2 separate regions of the Sander lucioperca genome follow, and region 1 is linked to region 2. Evidence: chromatin contacts called from public Hi-C data. All regions are on one chromosome and are shown on one strand. The core of a region is the stretch at or near the end of the contact, and the rest is flanking DNA. Distances in the headings are between cores, read along the strand shown.

What was found. A called contact is a pair of places that touch in the nucleus more often than the background predicts.
Region 1: a Hi-C map of muscle shows a contact between it and region 2, with 2.5 times the contacts expected there. The contact joins the promoter of LOC116046304 here to the promoter of sh3glb1a in region 2. A contact is called at or near these places in 2 of 2 Hi-C or Micro-C datasets (liver and muscle).

What each region holds. Positions count from the first base shown.
Region 1 is chr1:17,138,856-17,141,999 of SLUC_FBN_1.2, reverse strand. It overlaps LOC116046304 (proteasome maturation protein), which reads left to right and starts at 1,666. Exons shown (of 6, transcript XM_031294623.2): 1 at 1,666-1,847; 2 at 2,166-2,263. The coding sequence starts at 1,776. It overlaps trnac-gca (a tRNA gene), which reads right to left and starts at 1,575; the gene lies at 1,504-1,575.
Region 2 is chr1:16,615,746-16,618,968 of SLUC_FBN_1.2, reverse strand. sh3glb1a (endophilin-B1a) reads right to left here and starts at 1,428. Exons shown (of 9, transcript XM_031294645.2): 1 at 1,159-1,428; 2 at 525-666. The coding sequence starts at 1,221.

The DNA.
Region 1 (3,144 bases), core at 417-2,916, 520 kb before region 2:
CCACTGCTGAGTACCTGAAAAAATAGAAGATGGACTTTCCAGAGATTATTAGATAAGTAGATGTCACCGTCTACGAAGTGATCATGAGCTCTGCTCAATTTTTGTGACACCCACCTTTGAATGTTAGAAGTGTATGAACAGGAATAATAAAAAGAAAATACAAGGATGTGATGGATACATTTCACTGGAGACTTCAGTATGTGCCTACTTTTCTGCCATTCATTTTATTTATAATAAGGGACTGTTCGTTATTTAATTAAGGGGCCACCGGAGGAGTTTTGTGGCCTCTAACCTAAAAAGACGTGACCCTCCCCTCGTCAGTAATAATTTTCCCATGACCCTCCTCTCGCGTGCAAGTTTGCACTTAGCAAAGAAGTACACACACCATTTGATTTTTACAGCCATGATGTGCACAAGTTAACCTCTGCTTTCTCTTTTTGTGGTGGCCATTTCAGTAGATTTACTCACTAACATTGTTGTGGAAACACAATAAGCATGGAAACTAAATGCACACTTCATGCATTACTGCATTACTTCAAATACTAAGTTACTCCTCTAGTAAACTATTCACATGAAATAAAACAATAAAACATTGAGACCATTCAGCAAAGGACGCTGGGATATAACCAATTCAACACTGGTTGCTATGGACTTGTCACTATCGTCATTGTATATTTTAGCACATAGGTAAAGCTGCCGAAGCTGAACATTATATTCCAAAACACATATGTTTATTTTTAAAGTTTTTAAGTTACATTGTAACAATTTAACAATTCGCCCTTATGAAATCCAATCGCGGCACGGCTGTTTTGGAACGCAATAGACAGACGCTTAAATTCAACTAAAATGTAACAGTGCTCCTCCTGCCCCCCCCAGCAAACTCCACGTATGGGGTCAGACCCATCTGCTAGGGGGCCGAGACTGAGAGCTACATGGATAAATATGCACCAAACAAGCCACTTTGAAATTTTGCTCTTTTCATGAATAAAAAAATTGGGTGACCCCCCCCCTGGACTAAAAAATGTTGGATGACCTCCCCTCAGCAAAAAATAAAAACACATGACCCTCCCCTATTTTCCTCCGGTGGTCCATTCCATAAATACCGAACGGTCCCTAAAGACTATCTTTAATAGGCTTGTGTCTGTGTGGATTTTATTTTGGGCCAGAGATACTACCGGAATATCCGACATAGGCCTAATATTGGATTACTGGATTACTCTACTCATATAGTAAACTAAGTGTATGTCGACCTCTGTGCTAGTGGAACATTTTGCCTGTAATGTCACCATTAAAAGTTATTTTCTACATTATTAATTATTTTCCTCACAATTCTACCCAAAAACTGTTAAAACAATGTGACTGCCAAAGATACTGAGACAATATATATATATGTGTGTAGAGCTTTGTAATGTGACTACACAAGTACAACATAGTTATACGATTTTGTATTCACTGTCACTGATCATCAGTGACAAAACAAGTGTACATTACTTTTTCGAAAAGAGGGGGCACCCGGATTTGAACCGGGGACCTCTTGATCTGCAGTCAAATGCTCTACCACTGAGCTATACCCCCTTGTATCATAAGCGCTTTGTGCACCATCTATAAAGATAGCTATGACCAAAGTGTGTCATCTTTTGTTGTGTTATAATTTGGTAGAACTGTCACACGCGGATCAAAAACCATCCAGCTACAGCGTAAAGTGCAAGGATGCAAAATACAACGGTTTTTTTTGTAAAAGTAAATTAACGCCGGTTTGTACCGGATGTGTCGTAATGAAAACGCGACCCAACCGGATATGCAATACAGTGTATCGAAAAGAAAGTGGAAGAAACGGAATCACAATGGTATGCTTGCTGTCTTATCTTATGTAATGTAATTTATGCTATCGTAACCGTATTAATTACAATGATATTGTTTTCTATAGTTATGTGCATATTTATTTCACCTCCTCACACCTTTGTCTTCTGTCTTTGTGTCCTCTGAAATCCAGTAGTTGTGAATTTGATTAGTCACTCGAGCTAATGCTAGTTAGCGCTTAGCTATGAGGCTCATGAAGCTGGCTAAAGATGGTTTTAGATTTCGGTGTTTGTAACTGAGGTATGCCAAACTAAATATTACCAATTGTAAACGGTGAATGTGTATCGTTTGTTTGTTTGTTACAGAATACTCGAGGACTCCGCTCTCAGCTGAAAGACAGTGTACCTGTGGCAGGCTTATGTCCCCAGGGAGCTTATGGAGTGCAGGACTCTCTGCGTAGCGGGTGAGACAACTGCCACAATTAAAACTAATCTGGTGTCACCTAGCTAACGTTATATGTATAATAGCTATTACATTCCCCTACCATGCTCGTACAGACGGACAGACAGCTATGACTCTGTTTAAAATAACCGTGTTAGTTGTGTTTTTGACACTAAATTGACATGAATACTGGAAACAACTTGATATGACACAATTTGTAACGTTAGTTATTCACTCACGTTATTCTCTTTATGCTTCAGTATTTATTCTCTGTGTGTGGGTGGTTGGGTTTGTGTGTCAAACTGTGTGTTGGTGTGTGTTTGAGTTTGTGTGTCAAAAATGTGAAAGATATATGTGGAATGTGGATAAATTGTATATGTGGATGAGTGGAAGCATGGAGAGTGTATGGTTGGGGAGGTGTGTATGTAAAAGTATGAGCATGCATGAGTGTGGTTTAAGATCCCGTGGAGTAGAGGAATACTGTTACTAGTAGGAGTTGTACTCTGATTGGAGTATGAAAATACACAGTATGTGGGTATATGTATTACTTCTTGATGGAAATAATAAAAATAATTATAAAAAAAACAAGTAATTGCAGGACAAAAAGCCCATAGATATGATTGAGATAATTAAAAAAAAAAAACAACAACATTACAGTTAGTCAACCAGAGAGGACTGAGTTAATTTTTTTTCAACTGTTAAATATCCTGCTCATCACATATCTTGATAATAATATCTGTGTCGATGTTGTTATCAGCTTCAAAAATGTATTTTTGGTCAGGCTGTGACATAGTTGTATTACTTTACAAGTTCCTAATAACTGCTATATGTCTGACTGGAGAGTGACCTCTGCATAAAATAGTGACGTGTGTGGATCATCGATTAGCTTAAATGTTTACGTGT
Region 2 (3,223 bases), core at 179-2,678:
GTTGGATTTGTTGTGCTACAGCAATATGGCATCACGGAGTGAACGGAGGAGGATGCACAGCTGAGCTTACAGACTTCACAGACACCCTACCTACTGATGTATGTCAAACAACATCTCAGAAGTTAAGCATTAATTATCTTACTGGCAATGTATGTACGTCTCCTTCATTCAGGATTTTTTTGGAATCATTGAGCTACTCTTCAGTGCAGCTGCTATCATTTGTACAACACATATGTTAACGAGATATCAACTTTCAGAGTTGATATTATTCTGATAATATAGCAGAAATAGTTGATTTACAAATGTTGGATTCAAAAGTGAAGCATTTAACCATTATAATTAATCTACCAGAACATTTAGAGTGGCATTACAGATCTATAAATGGGGTTTGGGGACTTTCTCCTCATAGAGAGAGGAACATGGAGTGGGTACCTGGCCTACACTGCTCTAAAAAGGGTTCCAGTATGTCAGCATTTTGTTTGTCAGTCCAGTCAAGCTCATCACAGAGTCAACAGTGGTCTTACTTGGGTTGGGCTGTAGTAGGACTTCTGTCTGCTTCATAATCCTTTCTGTCCATTGCTTGGTGTTCTCAGCTCTGACCAATAGGTTCTCCAAATGGGCATCCAACTCTGTCTTTTCAGCCTGGCCAAGTTTCTCTTCTGTAAACTGAAAAAGAAAATATCCGGTTAAAGTGTGGACACATAGTGTCGCCCGGAAAGTGATACACTAACGTTAAAGAGTTAAAGGCTGAGGTGTCATGCGAGGCATGTTTGATGGAAAGCACCAACGTCAGCAAGCTGGAGGGACTAATTTACAAAATAAACGTTATCTGCTTAGCTAATGTTGATAGCTACCTCTATCTAAAGTTGCTGAGGCCTGCTCTGATAGTTAAGTTGAACAAATTAAGCGTAACGTTAGCTACAATAGAGGCTGTGGTCTCGCAGGTAACGTTACTGTTTGAAAACACGCTATAGTGTAACTGCAGCCAACTTTGAAGGATAAAGTTATAGAAGGATAAGATAACGGGCTACTTAGCAACACGGTAGCGTTAGCTGTTTAGCATGCGAGCTAACGGAACCCGACTAACGTTAATTAAGCTAGCAGCTAACGTTGGTTAGCAGCAACTTCCACGAACTAACGTTAGACGTTCAAACTTACTTGCACAGCGCGGCTCAGGAAAGTACCCGCATCTGCAGCTAACCGCTTAACATTAAAATCCATGGCACCGCGGGGGAAATAAACAGTTAATACAACAACTTGCTTGTCTCACAGTCAAGCTGCCATCCCTATATAAAATGTCATTGAAGCAACTTTTCGTCGGAGTTCCACCCAGCTGTTGATCCTGACAAAGATAGTATACAGGACAAGATAGTTCACGTCTCCACCCGAGTCTGATGCTGACAGCTGTGAGGAAGATCTCGCGCACGCGCATATCGACACACGAGAATATGGGAACGTTCACAATAATAAAAATGAATGTCAATAAACTGAAACTTTAGTTAGTAATAAGTGTTGCTGATTATTACTTAGTTTTCACTATGGGCTTTTAAGAAACGACTTTTATCGGCATAATGCGAGACACACTATACAATTTTATTATTTTATTTTATAGAAAAACACTACCCTGAATCTTTAACAGGGATGTATCATATCCGTAGACTTATCATGTCTCGGCGCTGCTCTGCTCAGGTGCTTCCGTTGAGCTTTCGTTGCATTTATGTCATGCGGAAATATTGTGTTGCATTCATGTTATGCGGAAATATCGGAATCCCGGACCAAGAAGTGGTATAAAATAAGTGGGAAAATCGAAATACTCCCCAACAGCATAATTAGGCCTACATAAATAGCCTACAAGTTATAAACTTCAAGACAATATATACATGTATACTTAAAATCATGTGTCGTATGATCCATTATATATCCATATCCATAAATCACATTCAAAATGTCCCTTACAGCAGCAGCTTAACCAAGTATCATCTGCCCTGATCCCTTGATCTCACACCCTTTGCCTGTCACCCCTCATTGATCCTTTACCATTGATTTCTTCATGTATTATTGACAGCTGTCAAGTCCTTTGATCATGCAATTATTTCTTGTGTCAAGTAAGATCCAAATGTAAAACCACCATTCTAGCAGACATATTAGAAGAATGAATGTTTTTTTCCTGAATATCATCCTGAAGCCTCCAGCAGCCTGGATGCTGCTCCCTCCCACCATAAACAGGAACATCACAAGACTTAATTTCATTATGCATTACTTCTATGCAGAGGAGGAGGAGGAGGAGGAGGAGGAGAGAGGGAGGCTCGTCTGTCCTTATAAGTTATGCATTTTGTTATTAGCGCCAGTCATGGCTGGACTCCAAACTTTGCAATTCTAATGAAAGTAAAGGACAATTGTGATTGCTGGGAGCGAAGCTATTACGGGAGACAGGGAGAGATTATTTTGAGCCCCCCCCCCTTTAGAATATTGTCTGTTTTATACCACCATGATGCAGGTTCAGTGCGTAGATGCTATTTGCAATGAGGATAATAGGCTACTTCTACAACATATCTTCTGCAACCCTCCCCTCTTTCTCAAAAAATGTCCTGAGGAAGCGGACTTTTTGGAAAAACAAAAACACTCTTCAGGTCTGGATGTAATTATGCCAGACATAGCCTGCTACCTGCTGTGTGGGAGGAAGTCAGGCAGAGAGAAAAATCAAATGACTTCCCTTCTGTAGGCTACCAACGCACCGTCAGCTACAACCTCAGCTAAACGATGGCTCCAAGGTTTCTTCCACTCTTTTTGTTGCGTTTGGGCCTCACAACTGAAAATGCTGTGGGGTTTTCCCATCACACTGTTTCTTATTGCTCTGCCAATATGTCATGTAATACCAGTTTACATAAAGGTATTGATTTACAACGTTGAGCTTGACCTATTGCCTATTTATCATTTTTTAACACGCTGTTAAACAGCAAATGTAGCCTACACACTGCATTTTTTTTTTAAATAACCACACTATGTCAAAGATATTAAGTCTTTGGCTTTGCTTTATGCTTGGCTAACTTTCAGAATTGTTGGGGCGGGTGCTTTAAACACTTGAATATGGAAGTCAGCACTTTCAGGAAGGCAGAACAGCTCCTTGGAGGGAGGAATCGGTTACATTCTGGTTGTTCCAGTAGTTAATCTGTGTGTATCTGCTCTTTCACTTCGCCGTTACAGAAAGCACTCAAGGGTAAGA